Regions from separate parts of the Hordeum vulgare genome. Here all the other regions are linked to region 1. A link is a contact called in public Hi-C data. All regions are on one chromosome and are shown on one strand. The core of a region is the stretch at or near the end of the contact, and the rest is flanking DNA. Distances in the headings are between cores, read along the strand shown. Region 1 holds the start of LOC123411273 (protein MKS1-like). Region 2 has its middle 85 kb from the start of LOC123412162. Region 3 holds the start of LOC123412162 (UPF0481 protein At3g47200-like).

Region 1 (3,571 bases), core at 274-2,773:
ATCATCAAACCTGATTTTCTTGCTGTAGAAGGAAAGAAAACTGCATTTATGCAATATGTAGCTCATCTTAATGTATCTCAGGCCTCGACAGAAAGACTAATGCCGCGTAAAGCATTGCATGCCAACTACAAGAAAAATACATTACCCAAAAAAAACTACAAGACATATATATGCGATGATCAAGCTGTAGATCACCGTATCTCCGTTGGATTAATTTAAATACGACACGCTTAATTTCCTCGAGCAGAAGTGGTTCGCATGTACACACGGCGGGGAAAATGGAACCACATATGTGCAGTCCAGCTAGCTAGTAAGTCAAGCACCATATGATATATATCTTGCATTTCTGCATATATGTTCTGTCAATTCAATCGCCCAATGCATTAGTTAGCTAGCTAGCTGCTCCTGCCAATTACAACTTGCAGCACCAACTAGAACGAATCAACAAATAAATCAATTTCATATCTCATGGGTGCACCGGTTATTACAATTAATGTACAGCAAGAACTGCAAACAAAGGTAAACAAAAAAAAATCAAAATCAAACACATAAAATCAATACTGCAAGAACCTAGCAGACTACTAATTAATTTACAGCTTGCCAAACCAGTCTAGACAACGCCGGGCCAATTTCGATCATCTCGTGCGTGAGGCGAGCGAGCATGCGTGTCCATCATGCAGAAAACCCTAATGCATATTGAGTTGGTAAAGACTTCTGACCATGTCGCGGGTTGACCGGCCCTCACCCGATTATTGCTGCTGAGATGATAGCGGCCCGAAGATGTCGAGGAAGCCGGACGGCGAGCCGAGCGCCGACGCGCCGCCGGGGCTCAAGAAATGGTCGCTGGCCTGGTGCAGCCACGGGGAGACCATGGGCGCCTCGCCCTTGAGCGCCCCGCCGCGGAGCGGGCTGAGGTCGTGGAACAGGAACCCCGTCGTCGGCGACGGCGACGGCCCCGCCCACGACGGCGGCACGTTCTGCTGCTGCTGTCTCGTGGCCGTCACCGAGACGGACACCGCGGGGCCGGGCCGGTTCAGGGCGCGGGCCTTGACGCGCACCGGCTGCGCCGCCCTCCCGGCTCTGTCGGTCGCGGCCCCCGGGGAAGACGTCGACGTCGACGCCCTCTCCCGCCCGTCCTCCCCGGCGACCTCCGGGCCCGTGAGCCGCTGCACGAGCGACATGAACTCGTGGGCCTCCACGTGGATCACCTTGGGGGACACCATGTAGATGATGACCGGCTTCCGGTTCTGCTGCTGCGCCGGCTTGCCGATCTTGCGCGACGCGCCGTGCACGCCGAGGGCCCTGTGCCGGACGTCGGCGTTGTCGTAGCTGGTGGTGGTGGCCATGGGAGGTGGAACACAAGGGAGCGCACGGGCCGGCGACAACGACGACGGGCGGATAGCTACCGGCCGGGGGTAATGGATAGCAGGATAGGTGCGACTTTGAGGCAGGCAGACACGGATGATCTTCTATCGGGACAGCTAGAGGTTAAACGTAACGATCTTCTATCAGCTACGGGGGCAAAACGGCTTATATAGCCATGGACAGCGTCCTCGCCTCCTTCCTGGCGTTTTAAAGGCTAAATCGAATGAGACAAGAGTGGTGCGGCGTGGCACGTGCCTCGTGTTCCATCCTGTGTGGTCGCCTCTCTCCGCAGCCATGGTTGTGTGCTCCGTCGTCGACACATGCATATATTTTTTACTGCTGGAACAATCCCGTTTGAAGTGCAATACCCCGGTTTTATTTACAGAGAAATATGATGTTTGGTAGCCACACCCACACGTTGTCTTCTGTACTTCTGTTCAGGTCAATTTTTCGTTCTTCGAATTTTACTCGGCGGTGCTGTCGCCCCTTTGATTCACATGAATGGATGGATGGAAGGGCTAGAGGATATCTTTCTCTCATCTCAGCTTCAGCTTCAAGACAGAAGTAAATGAATGGAAAGTTCGACTCATTGCCTCATTCCAAAATTCCTTTGCAAGAGACGTACCATGTTGGAACCTCATTAGCTCTAGCTCTAGATCAAGCAAATAGTTGTGCCAACAAGGAAGTTTTAATTTCTCCACAATTGACCTCTTCACGATTCATGTCGTATCTTTTTTTTTTTTTTTGCACTGCAATTAAGCATTTTGGAGTACTGATTTTTTTTTCATGACTTACACGAATGCCATACATTATAGAGTTTCTGTATTTGCCAATCCTATATTTCACACATGTATTACTATCTTATTTCTACTCTTCTTTTCTTTCTAATTCTCCATTTCCTTATCCTATGAATTAGAGGAGTCCTGAAAAAGAAAGAGGATTTGTGTGTCAAAGACTAAAGGAAACAAAATGCCAGATTCTTAATTGGACTAATATTGGACGAGTATTCGAGAACCGGAAGATATGGATGCCTTGAAGCAAGGTGATGAAATGATCCTTCTAAATGTTGTGCACATGATGTGCATGTGCATGACTAATTCCTCATGCATATGCTGGTTGTTGATCTAAATGATGGACAATGTATGATCTTTTTTGCTTTATTCCATGTTGTGTTGCTGGTCCTTGCGACGTCCATTGGTCGCTTACTAATAGACTATGTTCGTTAACACATTGGTTCATGTTTTCGCCTTGTAGTTTGTGTGCTGATGGTAGGCATACACAATGAGTTTCAAGTTTCTTCCTTCCCTGCTCCTTTTTGTTGTTGTAAAAACCATTCAAAAGTAAATGAAAGGTGATGCCCAGCTCCAAAACAATATTCTTCACATTTCCTGAGAAAAACTCCATTTGAACTATAACACCTTCCGTGGCGGGTATCATAACAATTACTATTATGCATGCGAGTGGCATACAATTAAATGAAGAAAAAGAAGTCAATATCATATCATTCTTACTTATCATAATAATTAATGATGTATTTCTATCTGTCATTCATGTAAAGAAAGTTAGGCCACATAAAACACTATCACATATCTCGCAATAAAACATATACCATATGATATTCTACACGATGAAGAGAGTATCAAACATCAATATCATATGCATGATACTCATGTAGGATACTCTGCATTAATGTAGTCTAAGGGCATCTCCAAGACGAACCCACAAAGTGCCCGCATCCGTCTGGGCCGCGCTGTCCGGACCACCGAAGCCATCCAACACAGGCCTGTATCACTCCGTGGGGCCGTCCGGATGTGTTTTCTTCCATAAACCGGAGATAGACGTGAGGAACTTCGCGGGAGTACGGACACCAAACATGAACTCCAACACACCCGGCCCACCCAAAACCCTTCCCGAACACCGCGCCTTCATCCTCCCCATTTTCTATTCTTCCTTCTTTTTCTCTTGCTTTCACCGCCACTCCACCATATTGGCCGCCACGCCACACCCCTAGCGGAACTCTACGTCTCTCTGGCCTCCAACGCTCCAGTGGGCTCCACCCCGCTTCTCCTCCGTCACCATTCCACCCCTGTCCTCCGACCACCCTGCTAGGTACCATCTACCACTACTATGCTCACCATGCGTGACAATTGTTCGATTAATTGCCGTAGCTGAAAACCGTTTCCCCTTCTTCTTTCTAGCAATGGAT
Region 2 (3,571 bases), core at 478-2,977, 210 kb before region 1:
AGAGAAACAAATCGTAAAATTATCATATGCAATTTTTATTGTAGGTAGCATGGCAGTTATAATAGTAAGAGCATGTAAAATTTATTGCCTTTGTAGTCTTATTGAAGCAACACGGTAATTTTATTATAAAGACCTTGAAAAATTTATGAATTAGACAATGTACAATTTATTAATTAAGCGATGGTAGTTTTATGTTACATAGCATGTCAATTTTGTTATTCATACAATGACAAATTTATTATATAGAGCATGAAACTTTTATTAGTTAGATCATGGTTGTTCTACTGTACGTAGCATAACAATTTTTTATTTAGACCATGGAATTTCTATTAATTAGACCATGGCAATGTTCTTTGTCTTACAACTATTTGTTCTTTTGGACCATAGAAAACTATTGAACTTACTATGGGAAATCTATTTAACATAGCATGGTAAAATATATTTTTATGTATAATCAGATTTATTGACATGGCAAATTTCCACCTTCTCATGAGCACAATTTTTTTACAGCATATAGTTTGCCATGAGAGCATCATAGAAGTTTTATAAACATTGTATGATTTTTAGAGAAGCCAACATTTTCTTAGTTTGCCATGTTAATCACCCATAATTTTTATCTTTTTTTTGCATGACGTGGGAAAATATTTTTTCTGTTAAAGTTGCCATCTGACCATTCCAATTGTTTATAAATTACAGCATGGCGAATTTATTATTCCAGATAACATGGCACATTTATTTAACTATACCATTGTAAATTTATAAATTAGAGGATGATAATTTTATAAAGTATAGCATGGCAATTTTTAGAAATTAGAGCATGGTAGTTGTAAATGTTATCCCTATAAAATAATAATTTTCTTTATTGTTCGCAATTTGTTTTGTTAAAAAATTCAGTTATCTGGGCCTCTGTGAAAGGGCTTCTCAATGGCTGGATCCCTGCTGAAGTGAACACTCGAGAAAGGGCGTCTCGTTTGGATCTTGTCTCCCTCATTTTTTTTTTCTGGATCTTGCCTCAAAAAGAAATCGTTGGATCCCCACTAAAGCGAACGCTCGAGAAAGGGTATCTCGTTCGGCCGGCGTTCGCGGCCCTCACGCGCTGTCAGACAGCCTTGTAATATTTTTTCTCTTAGATTTGCTGTAACCATATATAAATTTGATGCAAAGGTTTGTCATTTTGCTACATTTTATTCATTCAGAAAACTACATCCATGCTTGATTGCAACTCGAGTTCGTTGAATTTTTGCTACAACTGACATTTTGACTTTTGTTCGCTGAATTGTTCCCTGAATATCTCGTTCGCTGAATTGTTCCTCGCCTAATTCCTTAGCGAACAAATCGTTCGCTCGAGGGAACCTCCAAAACTAGCGTCAGTCCGGTATTGCTTGCGGTTCTAATTTTAAAACCGAACAATTTTTTGTGTCTGTTTTCTAGAATGAATCTGCGTTAGTTTGCAAAAGGAAAATGGGTGCCACCTATAGGATAAGGTAGGAGTGGTTGGGCGTGGTACTGCATCGTGGCTATTTTTCACATTTTAACCACGAGGGGCAGGTAGCACAGACCAACGAGACGGCCGATCCTGACGCGTGATCAGCAGTCAGTCGACAAGCATCATTTTCCCAATATAAAAGTTGGCTTTGCGTTCGCATCACGTCGTCCATCGCTGCAGCCGCATGCGCTGCTGATCATAGGCCGGCGACAGGAGCTAGAGTAGCCCCAGCTTTATACATACAGGAAGGCGGACGCCGGAGAAGTCTCCCCTACTCCGATCTGTACGTCACGGGAGCCTACAGTTAACACAGGAAGCAGACGATCATGTTTAATGCAGCGTCTAACCCTAACAACAAGCTACTCGTGATGTGCTAGGACTACTGTGTGTCCCGTGCCCGACAGTCCATGGCAAGACGCCTGCTGCTACGCTGTACTATCACCGGCCAGAGCAACAGGTAACCAATCTATCTATCTGCACTCGAGCAAGTTGCGAGGGGGACTACTGCTCTTGTCACTAGTCACTCGCGACCGAAGTGCGAGGGAACTTGAACTCACTCCGCTTTGAAAGTTAGCTAGTGGATCAAAATTGGCAGTTGGGAGAAGGTGGATTCATCTTTTCGCTACTGTGATGTCACGACTCCTAGAATAAGTTCGGCACAACATGTTAAGCAGCAGCAAACAGCTCTAGATCGAGCATACAGTAGACCAAGTGGTACATACTCTCCGTCCCAACATTGTGCATTAGATATTTTTTATGTCAACCTTATAAATTTTTGACCAAATTTGTAGAACAAATTGTCAATGTCTAGAATACCAAATCAATAGTACAATTTGATCCGTTATGAAATATAATTTAATATGGTATACCTAGAATTTTTTTCAATAATCTTGACGAAACTTTGTGAAGGTTGACTTTCACAAAAATCAATGCACATTATATTATGAAATGGGGAAGTAGTATTTTCTTTTTTTATTGAATACAATACAATTGAAATGCTCAAATACACATAGAAATTACCCCAATGAACACATGAACACACACCTTACCCATATGAGCTTCTTCGAAACATCGAACCAACACAACATTTTGAGATTGACGAGATCACCACGGGTATCTCGTAGTCGATAGGAATGTCTCTTCGCACTGAGCAAACAATACCGAAGAGCTAAATTAAATTGAGGAAAATGCATGCAGTGACGGCAAACCTAAGACTTCACATTGATGGACTGGTTGCATCATAAGAAACCCCGATGGGAAAGTATTTCCATTTTGAGGGCACATAGGCGCTAATCATTGGCACACAAACAAGTGAAGAAAAACATCAATAAGTCAAGTAGACAGGACACGTTGATGACAACTAATTTATCGCAGGATGCTGAAAACATTTTAATTTATTTTCTATAAAACTTCACCAAGAGGGCAGGATGCTCCTCCAAATTCATAAAGAAGAATGAACTTGACTTTGTTTATAAGGAAAATTAGACAAAAACCACACAATTGCAAACAATCAAGCAAAACCCCGACCAAACCACAACCGGTCAACTCAACCTCCACCGTCTACTTGCCCGCTACCCAGAGAGAAGTGAACAAACTTTTGAAGATGCCTCTGGAAGGAAACATGACTCCCGCAAGAGGAGTCATCGACGGCATCGACCCTCGTCGATCAATAGAGTTTTCGCCCAGAAAACATTCAAGACTCCCCGTCAAAACATGAGGAAGGGTTTGGACGCACCAACAGCTGCAACGACAACCCAAAATACGAGCAACCATAACCTAGTACTATTAGAGAGGAGGAAACTTCGACGATGACTCCAAAGGAAAAGGCGCTACCACGTTATCATTGCTCGCAACTTATCCCCATTAGAAGCAAGGCTTTGGTTGCACCTATTTTTGATGCAAATAGAGCTTACCTGGTTGGTTCTCAGGTTAGTGGCTGCAAAAAAGGAAAAAAATCTGAATGAATAGCTGAATTTTGGTTGTACTATTCTCCTTAGTGGCCCGAAATGTAAACGAATTTGACATTTGATATGTTGTACTATTTTCTAGGATAAAAAGCAAGGTGGGAAAAATAATCCCTATCCG
Region 3 (3,571 bases), core at 772-3,271, 130 kb before region 1:
TCGGTGTCGCTAACCCTGAAATGAATTCCAGCCTCGTAGATCTCCATCGCCGAGGGCATGACATATGCCGTCGACCCGGTGCGTTCTTGGTGGTCGCCGTGGGTGAGGCTTGTGTACAAGATGTCGAGAGGGTGGAGCCCGAGGTGATTGATGCCTACCAGGTGCCGGCGCCACGGACAGAGAGAATCGAGCACCAACCTGCTGACTCCTGAAGCATTCTATAGCAATCAGTTAGAACTAACATGGTTGCCTCCGTCTCCATTAACCATATATTTCAATAAGATATTAACAGGTTCAATATATAATGTTCCGATTAATCGGCATTATTGTTGTCTCCTTTTTTACTGGATGAATGTATGAATTTCCAACTTCTTAGAGCAAAAGTGCCGGCATGCTTTAATTCAAATTCTACTTCTACAATAAACACTAAAAAATAACTCGCGAAACTGGAATGTGAATTTAACACGAGCCGATTTTTCTAAGAATATACTACAAGTTAGTGAAATGATAACATTTTAATCACACAACAACTTGTAAAATCGGCTTGAGAATTTAACTCGACAGGCAGCTATTTTCATTCCATTCAGTCACTTTTTCTTACTGAAACGTTGTTCTTTGATTCCCCTTGTTCCCTCTATCCATCAGTTCGCGAGCTCGATGCCCCTACACATCGATCTCCAGTTCGCCACCGACGCATCAACAGTAAGTGATGAGAAGAGCTAAGATTACATCCCTTTCACACAGAGTGTGCCGACAATCTATCATGTCTATAATGTCTCTTTCATGCGTCGCCGTCGAGGTCGGCATGCAAGAACACTAGCTGAGCCATGCCTTCCACGCCAATTAAACTGAAGCCAGCACCAATCCAGTCAAGCCAACTAACTGAATCCAATCGAAATGCAGATAGAAGATCTTCCCGCAAAAAATAAGGCAGATAGCGAGATAGTACCAATCCGAGTGATCAATTAATATTGCTATGTTATGCTCCAGAGCAACCATATACGTTGCTCCCTCCAATCCATATGAATTGTTGCTGATTTAAGGAGTTCGTAAATATATCAGTAAAGTGAGATAAATTGTCGGTTTAAATCTGGTCGGTCGACGTTGATAAATTGTCTGTAAAGAAGGAAGGTGCAAAAAAATCATGGATGGATGTAGTAATAAAGTGAAAGAGTAGTACGGTACCTGATATCTGTCATGATCCATGACAACCAGGAGCCTCTGGAGGAGGAGAAGCGGCAGCTGGTTCTCCACGACGACCATGTCGGACTGGATGTAGTTCCAGAGGTAGAGATATCCGTACTTGCTGAAGACGGGGTCGTTGGGCGCGTAGTCCTCGTGCACCTTCCCCCGCAGCGCGTCCATCCTCATGGCCTCCACGAGGAAGCATCCGTCGGTGACCATGAGCTCCACGAAGCGCTCCCTGTTGTCGACGCCGCGCCACTCTTCGCCGAGGTCCTTGTAGGCGTCCAGCAGCTGCGTGGCCACCTCCGCCACGGCGGCGACGAACTCCCGCAGCGGCTTCCCGGAGCGCTTGACGAGGTGCACCACGGCGCGGCGCTTGTGCTCCTCCATGGGGAGCAGCTCCGGGTCGCCGTGGTGGAAGGGCCCCAGCGAGACCAGCTCCGGCTGGTACGCCTTGCTGTTGTGCAGGTTCTTGATCCGCTCCGGGACGCGGTAGACGGAGTGGCGCTTCCAGCGCGCCATCTCCACCGCCGGGTCGATGTTCATGTCGCCGATCGTCTTCTCCATCTCCACCACCCAGCTGCGGCCGCCGCCGCCGCCTGGGCTCGGGGTCAAAGCCAAAGCCGCATCTGCCGCCTCCACCGTCGGGTACTCGACCTTATTCGGGCCCAAGGTTGCCTCCCCCATTAATCACGCGCGCTCGTGTGTGGGTCTGGAATGCATGGCGCTCCGCTCAGCTCACCGGGCTTTGAAAGGTCTGGACGGAACGGGGGGCCAGCCAACTTGCACGTAGTACGATCACCAGTGGCCCGGACGGAGACGTGGTGATGCCCAGTGGACTGACGAAAACGCGCAAGTTGGCCGTGTACCGATGTGTCTCTGGATTCATCTCCGCCACAAGTTGCATGCTTACACGGGCTCCACCATACGCCCCCTTTGTGCATTACTCCAACCTTTGTGTGTGAACTGTGTATGTTATCGGCGGGAAAGCGAGCAGACCTGCCCGGCCCGATCACTGTGACAGCGCGAGAGCATATGCTAAATGGCTAATGCTAGTGCAGTGACGTGGCCACCAATAATAATATAACCTATACCGACGGGCGAGGTGTCCAGACTTAGCTGAGGAAGGGGATGCTGGCAGGGGCATTGGCCACCCTATGCTCTCACAAATATCTCTATATGTACTCATAATCCTTCACTTATCAAACAAAAATAGTTAGGTTTAGATGATTTGACCCTCTAACATTATATGACATGTTTTGTCCCCCTTTGCTACATCAAAAGCAGATACTCTCTACACTGCAGGAGAGACTGTTTGTCTGTTTTTACCTTTGGTCCAATCAACTTTTTTTCTTTCAAATGAGACCCTATCATTTACAACAACTCCATTGTCTCAGCCCACTTTAACGATCTGTGACTGTGTCACACGCACAGATCACGGTCTCCCCGTCGTTCTCTCCCTGTATCCTGCAGCCCTGTCCACCAACACCAAGCATCCGATGCGTGGACGGCGAGGCGAGATCTGGCGGCGAGGCGAGGTACTGGTCAGCGTATGACTAGCTAGGCTCCACCGGCGTCAGCCCTTTTCTCCGTTAATTATACTATATAATCCGTAGGAGTACAACCAGACCACCACCATAGGCCCCTGTCCCCACTAATTTGTTCTGTCCAGGCCCTCGGACCAGCGTTAATGCCTAGCTATATCATTTTTTTACCTACTTGTATCTGTGCCTACATGAAAAATAACTACACTCTACGGAGTGGGGCGTTTTGGAGCACGAGCTCCATGAAGCTCGTTTTTTTTAAAAAATTGAAAAATCATATTTTTAAGTTCAAAAAAATTCTGAAAAAAGCATACACGTTCGTATGTATGTGTTCTACATGTGTATAAAATCTAACGATGAAATACATTATGGTGCGAGCTACACAAAAAAGATAAATTCCTCCATTTTTTCTGTGAACAGTGAATGTATTGTTCACCCTTTCAAAAAACAGGACTTTGTATTTTTTATGTAGCTCTAGCCGTAATGTATTTCAGATTTCACATACATGTATTATACATCTGTATAAACGTGTGTGATTTTTTCAAAAAAATTTGAAACTTAAAAATATGATTTCCGATTTTTTCAAAAAATGAGCTCCGTCCTCCAAAAAGCATTTCCGCACTCTACGCAACTATATTTTATATATAGTTTGGTTTTGGTTGTCTGCATTTCTACTGTCTGCTCAGCATCAAGGAAGCAACTTGCTCGCGTTTGGTTGTCTGCCTTAGCCTCTTTCGAAACAGAATTTCGTTCCGTTTTATAGATAAAGCAATGACCAAACAAAAATATACGGTCAGACGATACAAAGTGGAGAGATAGCCCCCTTACAAAGTCGAACCCAC

The links. Hi-C and Micro-C count contacts between places; a contact is called where the count stands out from the background.
Region 2: a contact with region 1 is called in a Hi-C map of leaf, with 2.9 times the contacts expected there. The contact joins the enhancer-like site here to the promoter of LOC123411273 in region 1. A contact is called at or near these places in 5 of 6 Hi-C or Micro-C datasets (leaf, seedling and an unstated tissue).
Region 3: a Hi-C map of seedling shows a contact between it and region 1, with 5 times the contacts expected there. The contact joins the promoter of LOC123412162 here to the promoter of LOC123411273 in region 1. A contact is called at or near these places in 4 of 6 Hi-C or Micro-C datasets (leaf and seedling) and 1 of 1 datasets of contacts at active chromatin or transcription factors (embryo).

What each region holds. Positions count from the first base shown.
Region 1 is chr7H:525,220,361-525,223,931 of MorexV3_pseudomolecules_assembly, forward strand. It overlaps LOC123411273 (protein MKS1-like), which reads right to left and starts at 1,524. Exons shown (of 1, transcript XM_045104203.1): 1 at 309-1,524. The coding sequence starts at 1,346. The coding sequence ends at 750.
Region 2 is chr7H:525,006,109-525,009,679 of MorexV3_pseudomolecules_assembly, forward strand. No RefSeq gene overlaps it. Among protein-coding and RNA genes, the nearest start is that of LOC123412162, 85 kb to the right of the region's middle. Within about 2 kb of position 1,728, at least 2 of the 3 cell types and tissues checked have open chromatin away from gene starts, as enhancers often do. A contact at or near this core is called in leaf, where this site is marked.
Region 3 is chr7H:525,090,697-525,094,267 of MorexV3_pseudomolecules_assembly, forward strand. It overlaps LOC123412162 (UPF0481 protein At3g47200-like), which reads right to left and starts at 2,022. Exons shown (of 2, transcript XM_045105105.1): 1 at 1,186-2,022; 2 at 1-218. The coding sequence starts at 1,872.